Linked DNA regions of Rattus norvegicus: region 1 is linked to region 2. Evidence: chromatin contacts called from public Hi-C data. All regions are on one chromosome and are shown on one strand. Each heading gives the region's core, a stretch centred on a gene start, on an enhancer-like site or on the middle of the called end of the contact. The rest is flanking DNA. Distances are from core to core; before and after follow the strand shown.

Region 1 (6,938 bases), core at 2,864-5,363, 130 kb before region 2:
CCAGTTTGTGTCGGAGAGGTGGAGGGGCTAGGGGAGGAGTCATGGAGAATTGCAAAGGCAGTCAGTGTATTGGGGAGTCTACATCATGGGGCAGGTTTACTCCACCTGGTAGGTAAAATAGCTTGTCAGTTTTATAGCTATGGCTCACTAAGCTGAGCATAGAGCAGGTTTAATCATTCAATCAGGATTTATGGAGAGTCCGGAGGGCCCAGGACTATGCCAGGTCTGGAGGACTAGAATAGTGAGCAAGTCAAACAAGGTCCCACTCTTGTTCTGTCAGGTGTGTGTGTGTGTGTGTGTGTGTGTGTGTGTGTGTGTGTGTCCAGGGCCAAAGGGATTGCTTGGTAGACAGAGATATCTGCACTGCCTGAGATCCAGCCTCAGACCCCACAAGGTGGCAGGAGAGAACAGATTCCTGGTGAGTGTTTTGTGACCTCCACATTTCTGCCTTGCAGTCATACATGCAAACACATATGTGTACACTCCAAAAATAGAGATAGGTGCTAGGATTTAAACACAATATGCCATCATAATGGCACTGTGACATTTAGCTTTGGTGGCTTGGAGAGAGTCCTGGGAGGAGCTGCTTGTCGGGTGAGACTTCAAGAGTATTAAAGACGAGACTGAAATGTTGTTTAAGAGTGACAACACGGTTAGGCTCCTGATCTCTCTCTGGGAGGGAGGAGGTGTTACCTTTACCTCCCAAGGATAATCACATCATAGAGGACAGAGAGAAGCAAGGGGGTGGTACCTGTGGGGTCCTATCGCAGGGATTGGGCAACTGAGGCCACAATGGAGTCCCTTGCAGAGAAGGGGAGGATGTTTCTTCAGAAGGCCATGATGTCAACGGAAGGGCTTGGTAAAGCTTGGTATCGGTGGTCATGGTGACAATGATGATGGTGGCGATGATGATGATTGCAGGCAACATCTCTAGTAGATAATATTTTAAGAGACAATTTTACATATTCTAAACACTGTTCTTCCCTTTGGAAGTGTTCGTTATAGAATCTTCACAACTATTGGAGCTATCCTTGTCCCCTCCCCCATTTTAACAAAGGAGAAACTGAAGAATAGGAAATAGGAAAATATTGCAATGTGCCCAAGAGTTTGCAGCTGGTATTTGGTATCTGATTTCTGTTCTCTCTCTCTCTCTCTCTCTCTCTCTCTCTCTCTCTCTCTCTCTCTCACACACACACACACACACACACACACACACACATATTCTCTCTCTTGTTATCATATATGTAAAGAGTTCCATTGATTTCACATCTATCTATCTATCTATCTATCTATCTATCTATCTATCTATCTATCATCTATGTTTCATTACGCTGATCCCGTGCCTTTACCTGTGCGACACTGCCATCTGTAGGCCTCAGTCAAATCGTCATAAATACCTGATGTGGAAGTGTCTTTAGAAGTCAGAGCTTTCCAATGAGGTCCTTCCAATGGCAGAGGACCCCTTACCTAGATTGATCCCTGCTCACTCGACAGACAAGGAAATCTGGACTCTAAGAATCAGATCAGTAATAAAAGCACTGTGAGTTCTGAGTTCTCTTAACTTTGATTCATCTGTGCTTTCTACCCCCATATCCCACTGCCTTGACTTCCTCACTGGAAACCCCTGGCAGAAGTGACCAAATAGAATTGTCTTCCCAACACTAAAGAAGATAATACACACACAAAACTTTTGGTCCAGTACGTAGCCCCTAGTAAGTGTGCAACACACATGTCAGCGTCTTTGAGTCATTCCACAAGGTCAGGCTCCATGCTCAGGTATGCACTCTTTGGGCTGGGGAGGGGAGATTTGAAGTTCTTGGGAGGGGACACGTTTTCCTCTCCCAGGGTTTGCATGTTGATTGATAGGCAGTGAGACCTTGTTCAAACCCCCTCATAGTGAAAGTTAGATGTGATTGGGAATCTTGTAACCCACATCAAAACTGTCCGGTGTAGGGAAGGAACTGCCCACTCTAAATAAACGACTTTTCGTTGCTGAGCTGCTCTTTGAACACTCAGACACAAGGCCTTTGTAAAGTGTAACTCCCTTTTACACACATTCCTCCCATATGGCTACTTTCCCTTTCATTTATAGAGCATAAACACCCATCTCTTCTTACTCATTCAGCATAATGAATTTCAGATCCTTTGTCTCAGTTGAGGAGGAGCCTCAGTAGGATTATGGGCATCTGTCAGTCTTCCTGTTGCAAGGCCCTGGAGGGCTTGTTCAAGGTTCTTTATGGGGAGAAGATAATAGGCTCTTTGCTGGTGGACCTGACCAAGCTTTCTCCTTCCTTTGACAATGGAACCTGTTTCCGTGAGCAGACACATCTCACCTTCATAAAGAGCACCTTCTTTATCGTTAAACCAGTCACACTCCCTTCAAGCGTTCTCTTTCCCTTGCAAGCCAGGGAGATTTGTTTCTTCAAAGATTTTTCTAGTTGTCAAGAAAGACTAGGCAGGAAAGCCTCCTTACTCTATTGGGTTTCTTTTTGGTTGGGGGGAGATTCTGCACAGATTTATTTATTTTATTTTATGTACACAATTGCTTTGTCTGCGTGTGTGACAGGGCGTGTCTGTGCCTAAAGAGGTTAGAATGCATCAGATCCCCATGTGCTGGAGTTATGGATGGCTGTGAGCCACTGTGGTGGGTGCTGGGAACTGAACCTGGGTTCTCTGCAAGGACAAGCAAAGGCCCTTAACCACTGAGCTATATCTCCAGTTCCAGATTCTGCAAAGATATTGGAATCTCGAGGTCTGGTGCTACGTACAGGTACCCAGCCTTCTCTCCAAGCTGGATCGGAATGTTACAACGTGATTGTGGTGATTGTGCTTTCTCCGGCTGATCCACACTCAGTCTTCTATTCCAGTGCCTTGCCCTACACTTGGGTGAGGATCAAAATACATACAGAGGACGCAAGGTCTACTTTCTATTGCCCACCAGTCTGTTGGCTCGCCCCGCTAGAAGACAGCCAGCATTTGCTTGTCTGTTCCCTTCAGGCACTAGGATACTAATAAATGTGTGTATTAAGGGCTTGCCACCTCTCTTCAAGCCCTGCTAGCTAGCACTAGCTGTACCTCCACCAGGACCTAGTTTGAAAGCCAATTGCTATGTGGCTGTATGGGGAGATGGAGACACTAAGTGGAAGTCCATTTGAATTCCCACCTTCGGGGCTGGGGATTTAGCTCAGTGGTAGAGCACTTGCCTAGGAAGCGCAAGGCCCTGGGTTCGGTCCCCAGCTCCGAAAAAAAGAACCAAAAAAAAAAAAAAAAAAAAAAAAGAATTCCCACCTTCTTCTGCTCTTTTCTGGAAGCTCTGGGCTGTGTGTGTTGGGGGGCGGGGGGTTGAAGGCCTCAGTGGCTCAGGACCAGAGACAACAATCAGATAGTTAGGAAGTGATGGAGTTTTGAGAGTTTATCATCTTTGTTTTAAAATGCAATTTATTTAGTTATAAGCTTATATCATTTAGTTTTAAATGATGGTTGCATTTAACATCTGCCTGGCAGAGATCCTGAAAACCCGGGAGTCTGGTCTGAGCCCATCTAGCACAGTGCTGACCCCACAGGGCAGCCCCTGTGGGCCCGGGTGGCTCTGGGTTCAAGAAGGACTGGCTGTATTTCTTGAAGGTTGTTCTCCCAACACTAGGACGTTTAAAGGGCCCTCCTCAGTTTGAGGTCCGTTTGGAGACTTGATGGTTAAGAAGCAGGGTGGGAGCTTTTGCAATGGGAGGAAAGAGGTGGGTCTGGAAAAGGAGGTCAGTGCTGTGCTCCCGGAGCCAGCTGCCTTGGGAAGGCTAAGACTCAGGGAGTTCACAGATGTCCACAAGGCAGTAGTAACTGATGCATCTCTTCACTGGGGTACCTAGCGCAAAAAACCGCGAGTAGGTTCCAGCGTTCGTTTCTTAGGTCAGCCCACGCCTCCTGCCTCAGCATAACGCCACTCCCTCCCCTCCAAGTGGCTCTTGCTCAGGAGGCGGGACCGAGTTCTCCAGTGGCCCCTGGAGGCTCCAGGCTGCGAGCTCTGGGAGGCTGGGAGAGGAGTTAGGGGAGGGGCGCTGACTGGGCAGTCCAAAGAGGAGGGGGCCTTTAATAGGCTCGCCCAGCGCCTAGTTTGCTGCACCGCGAACGGCTACGGTTCGCAGAGCAGCCCGCCACCTCGCGTCACTTCTCCACCGCAAATTTTCGCCTGTGCACTTGACAGCGATCCTACTAGAGCTCCCAGAGCGCGTTTTGCTTAGGGAGGAACAGGTAGGAGGCGCGGGCTGCCCTGTGCACGCTCGCTGTTCTGGGAGGAGTCTCCCGGACTTGGTTGGCTGTCCTTTCTGGGAACTGCCCATTGTCCCGGGCGTTGGTGTGTGGGCTACAAGGGGACAGTGCTTGCCGTGGGAGCCGGGCTAAGTTTCATCCCAGAGCGCGTCTGTGCGCGGCCCGGCGCCATGCTTCTACTGGGCATCTCAATCCTGGCTCTTGCCTGGCGACCTGCTAGCAGCTCCGAGCCAGAGTGGGAGGTGGTCGTTCCAATCCGACGGGACCCGGACATCAATGGCCGCCACTACTACAGGAGGGGTACGGAGGACTCCGGGGATCAGGGTCTCATTTTTCAGATCACAGCTTTTCAGCAGGACTTTTATCTACACCTGACGCCAGATGCCCAGTTCCTGGCTCCCGCCTTTGCTACTGAGTATCTAGGTGTCCCCCTGCAGAGGCTCACTGGCAGCTCTCTAGACCTGCGACGCTGCTTCTATTCCGGGTATGTGAACGCGGAGCCAGACTCCTTTGCTGCTGTAAGCCTATGCGGGGGTCTCCGCGGAGCCTTTGGCTACCAAGGTGCGGAGTATGTCATTAGCCCTCTGCCCAACACCAGCGCGCCTGAGGCGCAGCGTCATAGCCAGGGCGCACACCTTCTCCAGCGCCGGGGTGCTCCCGTAGGGCCTTCCGGAGACCCTACCTCTCGCTGCGGGGTGGCCTCGGGCTGGAACCCCGCCATCCTGAGGGCCTTGGACCCTTATAAACCACGGCGGACGGGCGTGGGCGAAAGCCACAACCGGCGCAGGTCTGGGCGCGCCAAGCGCTTCGTGTCTATACCACGGTACGTGGAGACACTGGTGGTGGCGGACGAGTCAATGGTCAAGTTTCACGGCGCGGATTTGGAACATTATCTGCTGACGCTGCTGGCCACGGCGGCGCGACTCTACCGCCACCCCAGCATCCTCAACCCTATCAACATCGTTGTGGTCAAGGTGTTACTCTTAGGAGATCGTGACACTGGGCCCAAGGTCACAGGCAACGCGGCCCTGACTCTGCGCAACTTCTGTGCCTGGCAGAAAAAGTTGAACAAAGTGAGCGACAAGCACCCCGAGTACTGGGACACAGCCATCCTCTTCACCAGACAGGTGAGTTGATCTGTCACCTCTTTGGGTTCAACCCTATTTTTCTTAGGGTCATTGAGTTTAGAACTCCAAAGATCCTTGTCCCCTTTGGAGACACCCAATGTCCCCTTTAAACTGGTTTCTTTCGAATCCTAGCAATGGAAGTTCTAAATAGAGTCCTCTCCTAGGCTCAGCAGAGCTTCCACCTCATGTGTTTCTGGGAGGTTGGAGGAGATCCTGCTTTTTTCCGAAGGTGTTGTCCTGATGGGGCCAATCAGCGCCTTCTGGACCAGGCACTGAGGGGCTGGAACCTGGGAAGTTGCCGCCCCTGAGCTGCAGTTTGTCTTAGAGGCCGATAGGAGGCGCTATGAGGATGATGTTGTAGATGGTGGGAATGGGAACTCGTTCCCCTCTCCTCTGTGGGTGGCTAAGTTTTCTCTGACGTCTCCTAGCAGGCTAACGTTTGCTGGATGGAGTACTGGAAGGAGATTCAAGGTCAGTGCCCGCTACATTTCTAGTGGGCAACATGTCGTTCTTTCTCTATCTTGGGACTGGGAATCCTGGATTGAGATGGAGGGGATCATGGCAATAGTTTGTGAGTTGCTGTGAAAGGCCAGACTTGAGTATACGCTCCACCGCCGCTTTTCCCTACATCCTTTTCTGTTGGGCCTTGTCCATAGGATTCCTAGCGCGCAGTCTCGGAAGGCCACCTGTTGGAACTGGAGCCATTTCACTTGGAGCTTCACTTAGAATTGAGCTGGGGAAACTGCCTTTCAGTTTTCTCTGATCCTTGTTAGTAGATGGTGACCTGTTCACCTAGCTGTGTTCTAAGCAGTAGAGCAGGTAAGAGTGCTTACGCTTTAGTCCGAAGACCCTCCGTCGAGGGCAGGACTTCTGCTCTGCCCTTGTGCAAGGTGGTGTGAGCCTAGTCGAGAGTATTTGGACAGTCCAGCTGCAGGCTTGGGAAGATGGGACTAGAGACAGATCTAGATGTGGGAAGAGAGCCCTGCCTTCCTAGCGTCTTTAGCAGATCTTCTATCTCAAGAAGCTATTAACCTGTGAACATTTAGATCCCTAAATGTTCACCTAAAAGTTGGGTGCTGTGAAGATCTGGATTCCTGAAATTCTTTAGACGCTGGAGAAGAGTCATCCAAATGCCCTGCTTTCTCTGATTTTGGAGCTGTGATTTGAATCCCTGCAGCATCCTTGTTTTTATTTATTTTTTATCATCAGAACCACGGCATTCTGGCCACCGTACAGGGTTCTTTGTTACCTCCATGGCTCTCAGTCTCCTTGTTTCTAAACGGCCACTTAGAGTTGGTCTGGCGCCCACGAGCTGGAGCCGGAGTCTTCCACAGTAACCCATTTGGCACGGCTAGTCCTTTCTTGCGCTGGAACTTCCTCCTTTCCCAGCCTCTTCTCCTCCCACCACCTGGTTTCTCTAGGGAGGTCTTTGGCCCGAGCCTTGTTTCCTTGTGCTCATTCTTCCAACTGAGGTCTGTTGAGCGGCCGCAGCCCCAGCCCTAGAAGCCCTGCTTGAGTCACGGGGAAACTGCGGAAGAGGCTTCAGCT
Region 2 (7,324 bases), core at 1,100-3,599:
TGTAGTGCTCACTGGGTTTTGTGTAGTAGACGGTGTTTTGTGTAGTAGACGAGACTGTGTTTTGTGTGGTAGACTGTGTTTTGTGTAGTAGACTGTGTTTTGTGTGGTAGACTGTGTTTTGTGTGGTAGACTGTGTTTTGTGTGGTAGACTGTGTTTTGTGTAGTAGACTGTGTTTTGTGTGGTAGACTGTGTTTTGTGTGGTAGACTGTGTTTTGTGTGGTAGACTGTGTTTTGTGTGGTAGACTGTGTTTTGTGTGGTAGACTATGTTTTGTGTGGTAGACTGTGTTTTGTGTAGTAGACTTTGTTTTGTGTTGTAGACTGTATTTTGTGTAGTAAACATTGAGGCCAGACCACTGTGTGGCTTTTCTTTAAGGCTCACCCTGCAGCCAACATGAATTCACTGTTACCCAAACTTCCTGTAACAGAGTGGGAATGATTGATTCTTCTGAAGAGGTTCTAGTCAGTGGAACAGTGAATGGACATAGTCATTGAAGCAAATATCCTTTTATTAAAAATAGACTCTTTTCTCATACAATATATCCTGATTATAGTTTCCCTTCCCTCTGCTCCCCGCAGTTCCTCACTATGTCCCTTCCCATCCAGATCCACTTCCTTTCTGACTCTCACTAGACAAGAACAGGCTTCTAAGAGATAACAACCAAACATAACAAGATAAAATATCGTAAGATAAAACAAAGTCCATCACATAGACATTGGAGAAGACAAAAGAAGGAAAAGAGCCCCAAGAAGAGGCACTTACATCAGAGATCCACTTGTTCACACACTCAGGAGTCCCACAAAACTACTAGACTGAAAGCATGTGTTTCTCCAGACAGAAGAATTGTTTCCTGGAATAGAATGCTCTGGGGTTAGGGAAGCCATATGGGACTTCAAACAGGCAGCTCATCTTGTGCACAAGTTGAAAGAGAGATGGGGACTGTGTGAAATGAGTAAGATGAAGTGGAAAACTGGTTTCTTTGGAAAGTCAGTTATGTCAAACGATGCTTTGCCAGGGCACACAGGTGAAAGGATGTTTTGCTAAAGCAGACCTGTGAATGGATGCATGTTCTGTGGGGGCCTGGCTGTTTCTGCTGGGTCACGCCATCGCTGCTGATTCCTGTTTTCTATCCTGACACTACTGAATTGCAATGCTGGTTATATCCTGACAGACAACACAGATTGGATTTGCTCCAAAGGACTATTTCTAAACAGGTCCACTTCCTCCGTATCCTAATAACCTTTCTTTCCCACTACCTCTGGTGGGTGGTGAGCTAGAAGGGAGGTTAAAGGATTTAAGAATCCTTATTAAAAGTAGATTTTTGATGGGGTTGGGGATTTGGCTCAGTTGTAGAGCGCTTGCCTAGCAAGCGCAAGGCCCTGGGTTCGGTCCCCAGCTCCAAAAAAAAAAAAAAAGAATAGGAAAAAAAAAGTAGATTTTTGGAAAAACTCAAAGTCTACTGTAAGGCAGCAGCGTTCTGGAAAGCTCTGTGACTTCAGGCTATAACTTACTCAAAGAGGGGGTGATAAGATGTTTCTGAGTATTTTAAGTCTCAGGATTCAAAACATGGGAATCCTACTTGGGTGAGGATCCTCCATGGATAGGGGAGTCTAAGAAGGGCTGACCTTTTTGAAGGGTATTTTGTTGGTATGAAGTATAGCTTCCAGGGAATCAGTTTGAGTTCTTAACTTACCAGCCACCATTCTTCTCTAAGGATGTCTTACCTTCAGGCCAAAGAAAGGCCCTTAAACTTAGGGTCTGCAGGGGTTCAGAGGCATGTCCCTACAGATGTCTAGAGAAATGCAGTGCAAACACAGGGACCCCAGGCTAATTTTTTCCACTGGGAAAAAAGAAAGAAGAACAAAGGACATTGGGTTGGCAGTGGGCAAGTATTGCTGCAGAATTTTGAATGCACTTCTTCAGAGGTGAAAGGGAGAAAGTTTGAATAGAACCAGATGTGTTTTATCTGTTCCAGAGTAATGACTGGTTCCTCGGGTTCAGTCAGGGTCATGGGTGAAGGAGAGAATGCCAGGCTTCCTGTGCACTGGCTGTTCTGATGCTCTCCTTATCTGGATTGACCAGAAGTTGGCCTGGAGCTATCTGTCTGCTTTTAGCAGAGTAGGGATGAGAACCTACAGTATGCTTGTAGACCATATGATATGGAGACAGTCTCCTAAATATGCTGGTCATATTGCCAGATGTTCCCACATCAGCCTTCAACTACTCTTTATAGTAGGTTAGTGGTCCTTAGTTCTTTGGCCTAAAGTTCCATGAGTTGGCATGGGGCAGAGCTGGACTCTGTGCCAATGTCCTTTGTGCTGTGAATGCCTGACATATCTGGCATTGGCTGAGCATGAATCACATAGGCAGTCACAACTAGCTGGACCTGGGTGGGGTGGCGTCTTGTTCCCAGCCTATCCCTGGTGGCTCTTGGCAAAGGTTGAAAGTATGTAACTGCATGTATGTGTCTCACCACCCTCAGAGTGGGCATTTTAAAAAATGCTTTCTACATCACAGAGCAGTTAGATAATTTTTTTTCCTGAGTTTTCATAGATTATCATTTCCAGTCAGGGCTATGCAAATTATAAGCTGGTAATCTCATTGTGTGGTACACCTTCCCCTTGTCTAGTCCTGGTGCTGGTGAACTTGTCTCCCTGCTGAGGAGAGTGAGCCAGGTATGGATGGCGGAGATAGAACTGTACTGTGGGTGCTTGCCTCACTGTGGCATTGAAAGAGAAGCTGCAGGTCAGATCAGGCTCCAGCCCTGTGGCAAATGGACAGCTCTGCTCTGTCTACTTGAAAATTTCCCATTAAGATTTCATTCCTTTTTAGTTCTTTCTTTTAAACATTATTTTATTTATTTACATTCCAGCTATTGCTCTTTTGGGCCCCCCATCCCACAGTTACTCATCCTATTCCTCCTCCCCTTTGCCTCTGACAGAGTGCTCCCCTATCACTAGTCCTCCCCACTATCCTCTCCAGGAAGTTCTCTGCTGTATATGTGCCAGGAGCCTTGGACCAAACTGTGTATGCTGCCTGGTTGGTGGCTCAGTCTCTGGACGTTCCCTGGGGTCCGGGTTAGTTGAGGCTGCTGGTTCATTCCTTTTCTAAATAGAGGACTTCTCCTACTTAAAGGAACAGTGGTATTCAAAGGTTCCTTTGGTTTTGAAAAATTTACATTTAATTCTTTAAAGTTGCATCAAAGGTTCAATAGACCAATCTTCTGTGTTGGGGTAAATACTTGGGGGGCATTTATAGGAATTTCTCTAAACTTAATAAACCTTTGTATTGATTTTTTTGTGAGTTATACATCTTGCATCCCTGTCCCTCTTATCTTCCTGTCTTGTGTCCTCCCTCTGCTTTTACAACCTCCCCACCAAAAGAAAACGAAAAGAAACAAAATAAAGAAAACATCTCATTGTGGAAGCTGTATTGTGTCATAGCGTGTCACAGTGTGTCATAGAGTGTCACAATGTGTCACAGTATGTCATAGAGTGTCACAGTGTGTCACAGTATACCCCTTTGCCCAAACGGCTTTACTTGGAAATGATCACTGCAGGGAGTCACTGGTCTGGTTTGAGGCCTCTGGCTTGTGCTCCACCATTGATACTGGATCCTCACCAGGACTTCTCTCAGTTACCTTGTTGTTGCCCAGTGTCATGGAGATCCTACAGCTTTGGGTCAGCAGGACTGGCCCTTTCCCACACTCTAGCAGTCCATAGATGAGGTAGATTTTGGGGTGGGCCACCTCAAAGCCCTGGATCTGGGCCCGGGTGGTAGCTAGGTTGGTCAGCCTGTCAGCTCTCCCACACTCTGCCACCAGGTGAGCTCTTCTGCACTGCTCACTCAGTGCTGCAGCTGGCTGGAGGCAGGCAGGGTCAGTTTTCCTGTTCTCATGCATTGAGGCCTGGCTCATCCACATCCCCACCACCAGAGCCAGCTCTATCGAGCTGCCCAGTTAGGGTGTGGGGCCCACTCTTCAAGTGCTGCAACAGGTGAGGGGGTAGAGACAGCTCTCCTACTCTCACGACTCCGAGGCCAACTGTCCCGACTACCACATGTGGCAATGGGTGAAGTGGGGAATCACCCCTGTGCCTATTCCACTGTCAGCAGATGATAGGCAGGGCCAGCCTACCCACACCCTTGCCATCAGGGCCAACTCTACTGTGCTGCCCAGGCGAGATGCAGCCCCACTCTCCCAATTCTTGCAGCAGCTGAAGGTCAGAGACAGCTCTGCACGAGCTTTGGACATCTATGTGGTCCCAGGTGGTTGCCCAGACCGGGGACATCCACAAGGTCTTTAGTGTTAATAGGAGCTAGGGACATCAACACAGACCCCTGCTGCTGTATGGCCACAGACTCAGACATGGCCCCCAGCAGCATGATCCCTCTCTACCCTCCTGTCTCCTCTCTTCACAATGCTCAAACTGTTCTGTTTCCCTTCCTTTTTCATTTGTCCAGCACATATGTGCACATCATGGTGGTTCTTGCTGTGGGCAGGGCCTCTGTGCATCATCTACAGCCCACCTGCTCTTCGTGGTCACGGGCAGCCTCTGTGTGTCCTCCACTCACCTAAGCTGCTGTGTGGCATTGCAGCAGGTGGCAGCTGTGTCTCTGGGTGTTTTCTCCAAGCCTGCTCAGAGTGCTCTGAGAACATCTGGGTGTTTGGGTGTCCTCTGCCTGCCCGTGCTGCGTGGTGTGGCAACCTCTGTGTGAAATTTCTCTAAACTTCCAAAGCTGTATTTGTAAGTTGAATATTTTATCTTATTTTAAAGCTTTAACAACATCATGCTTCCAGCTTATTAAATAACTCATAAATAACATAAATAAACTTACACATGTAACGATTAATCAACTGTTATGACTGTATATAAACCTGGGAAAGTTCCCATTAAATACATACACGGGAATCTCAACCAAGCACTTTTAGGCAAACACCCTGCCACGGAGCTAGTCCAGTCCTCTGACCATGTGTTTCTAATAAGAATTTTCAATGCAGGTATATTTTATTATACTCAAAGTTCTCTTAAATATTATAAATATCCTTGCTACTGACTGTATAGGTTATTAATGCATACATAGTTATAGTTATACTCTTTTTTTTCTGCTAGGCATTTTATTATTAATTCTAAATATTCCCAGAGTTAAGATCAGACTGCCATCTCATGCAATTTAGAGAGAATTCATGAGGCAGGCCAGAATTCTTGTCATCCTTATTTAAGGTCGACACTGGGAACTTCATGCTGTCATGAATGTTGGTTCTTTCACACGGGTCTGCACAGCCTGGTATGGCTACACAACTGTGGACCACCAGCACTTGTCCTTTGTGATAGGACTGGCCGTGTGGAGAAGGTCAAGAACTAAGGGCATCCCTTCTTGTTTATTTCTATCCATTGAGCCTTATTTAGTATGGTCATGGAATTGTTCCTCTATTTGAGGCTGCTACGTGACTTGATTTTACTTTTCTTTGCCTAGGCTATATTAATTTCTTTTCCATGTAGCTCCAGTGACCTTTGACCTTGATGGAATTCTATCTTCTTTCCGCATTCTTCCCGACCAGTATAGGACCACACAGCTCAGACAGTTATTAAAATGATATCCAGTTGCATACTGCAAACCTCACAGCTTCTAAGGGAAAGCTCCTGACAATTTTACAAAGGCCTCTATTGTTTAAAAATATGTTTTTAAACATAACACTGTCTGGTGGAATCTTCAAGCCTCAGAAGACAGAACAAATATTTGGGGGGGCACCTGCTAGGAGCCAAGTGCTTTGTGTACATTGTTTCATTTTGTTCTCCAACACTCTGTCAAAGTGTTTATTTTAACACCCCCAATTCAAATGAGGAAGCTGGGGCCACATGGCACACAAATGGTGGAGCTGGGACTAGATTTTGGAATAGTCTTCAAAAGGCATACTCCACCATTGTGCCAAGGTTTTTATCACCAGACTCTTCAATCTCCTAATTTCTTTACTGTGACCACCGTAACTTCCTATTGTCAACCCGGTCTTTCCAGGGGACAACCAGGCTCAAAAGTTGTTACTTTGGCTCCTTCCTCTCATATTCCTTAAGCCACCAAAAGACTGGTTATGATTTCCGGAGATTTTCACGATGGTAGCATATCCAGGGCAAGCCACAGCCTTGGGTTGATATTGCACACTCACCTGAGGGTGGCAAAGCTCATGTCTTCCCTGATCAGATCATCATGCCGTCTCTCTCTCTGGGAAGTGCTTTAATGATGTCATTCTCTGTCCCCCTCTCTGCCTGTTCTTCCCTCTGCTAATGTCATGTCCACTTGGTGTGTAGTCCTAGTGTGGGTCAGAACATGCACTCTTTTTGTTAAAAGGCTGGGAACTGTGGAATGTCTGGGCTAAAGGTTGGCCAAGGGGGTGAATTTTCTTTGCAGTGTAATGCAGGACAGGGCCATAGCTCTTTTTTTCCTCTAGTGATCAAGCTAATGTTTAAAGCATATCTGATGTGAAAACCCAGTGTTACTCACAGGGGTTGGAGTCAGACCAAAAAAGTGTTGGGGCTGGGGTCCACTCTGATTTCTATCTTGTATGGGGAATTTGGGTCAAAATATTGATTTTATCCACTTGGGCTATTATAAAGTATCTTATAGATTCATTAATTACAAACAACATCAACCCATGTCTTATAGTTCTAGAGACTGAGAAATCCAGTCAGTATTACAGTTACCACCATATTGGATATCTACAAATTCAATATCTAGTCGGGGCATTAGTCTTTATGTCGTGGTCTGTGCCTCTCTCTGCATCTTGGAACAGGTAAACAGCTCTTAGGACCTGTCATCTCTCAAGGACCCCACCTTTTGTTTTTGTGAGCCACTACATGGGAACTGGGAATTGAACTCATGACCTCTGGAAGAGCAGCCATGACCACTGAGCCATCTCTCCAGCCCCCCACCTTTTGTTTTTAAAATGACATGTCTTTTAAATCTATTGATTATTTTTATTTAAAATATATTTGCTCATATTCATAACCCCCTGCTTTCCCTTCTAACCCTTCTTGGAGCCTCGATCCACTTCCAACTTTATGTCCCCATGTCCTTTAAAATCCATCAGTATCAGATTGTATTTTGCATGAGTGTGGAAGTCCCACATTTTAGTACTACCCCTCTGGGAGGTAGGTTTCAATACATGAACTTTGGGGAGGGGCATAAACATTCAAATGAGGGTAACTGCGAATTAAGGTATTTTCCCAACAGAATTTTTATTTTATACTCTATAAAAAGTCTTTCACACTTACTTTGAGATTAAAAAAATTTAAAGCTCGGGGATGGAGAGATAGACCTCTGAGAGAGG

What was found. A called contact is a pair of places that touch in the nucleus more often than the background predicts.
Region 1: a Hi-C map of Schwann cells shows a contact between it and region 2, with 3 times the contacts expected there. The contact joins the promoter of Adamts15 here to the enhancer-like site in region 2. A contact is called at or near these places in 4 of 12 Hi-C or Micro-C datasets (Schwann cells, liver, mammary epithelial cells and 1 more).

What each region holds. Positions count from the first base shown.
Region 1 is chr8:37,586,621-37,593,558 of GRCr8, reverse strand. It overlaps Adamts15 (ADAM metallopeptidase with thrombospondin type 1 motif, 15), which reads left to right and starts at 4,113. Exons shown (of 8, transcript NM_001106810.1): 1 at 4,113-5,390. The coding sequence starts at 4,434.
Region 2 is chr8:37,458,981-37,466,304 of GRCr8, reverse strand. LOC134480009 (a long non-coding RNA gene) reads left to right here. Exons shown (of 2, transcript XR_010054110.1): 2 at 1-7,324. Among named protein-coding and RNA genes, the nearest start is that of Adamts15, 130 kb to the left of the region's middle. Within about 2 kb of position 2,349, at least 15 of the 93 cell types and tissues checked have an H3K27ac peak or open chromatin away from gene starts, as enhancers often do. A contact at or near this core is called in Schwann cells, where this site is marked.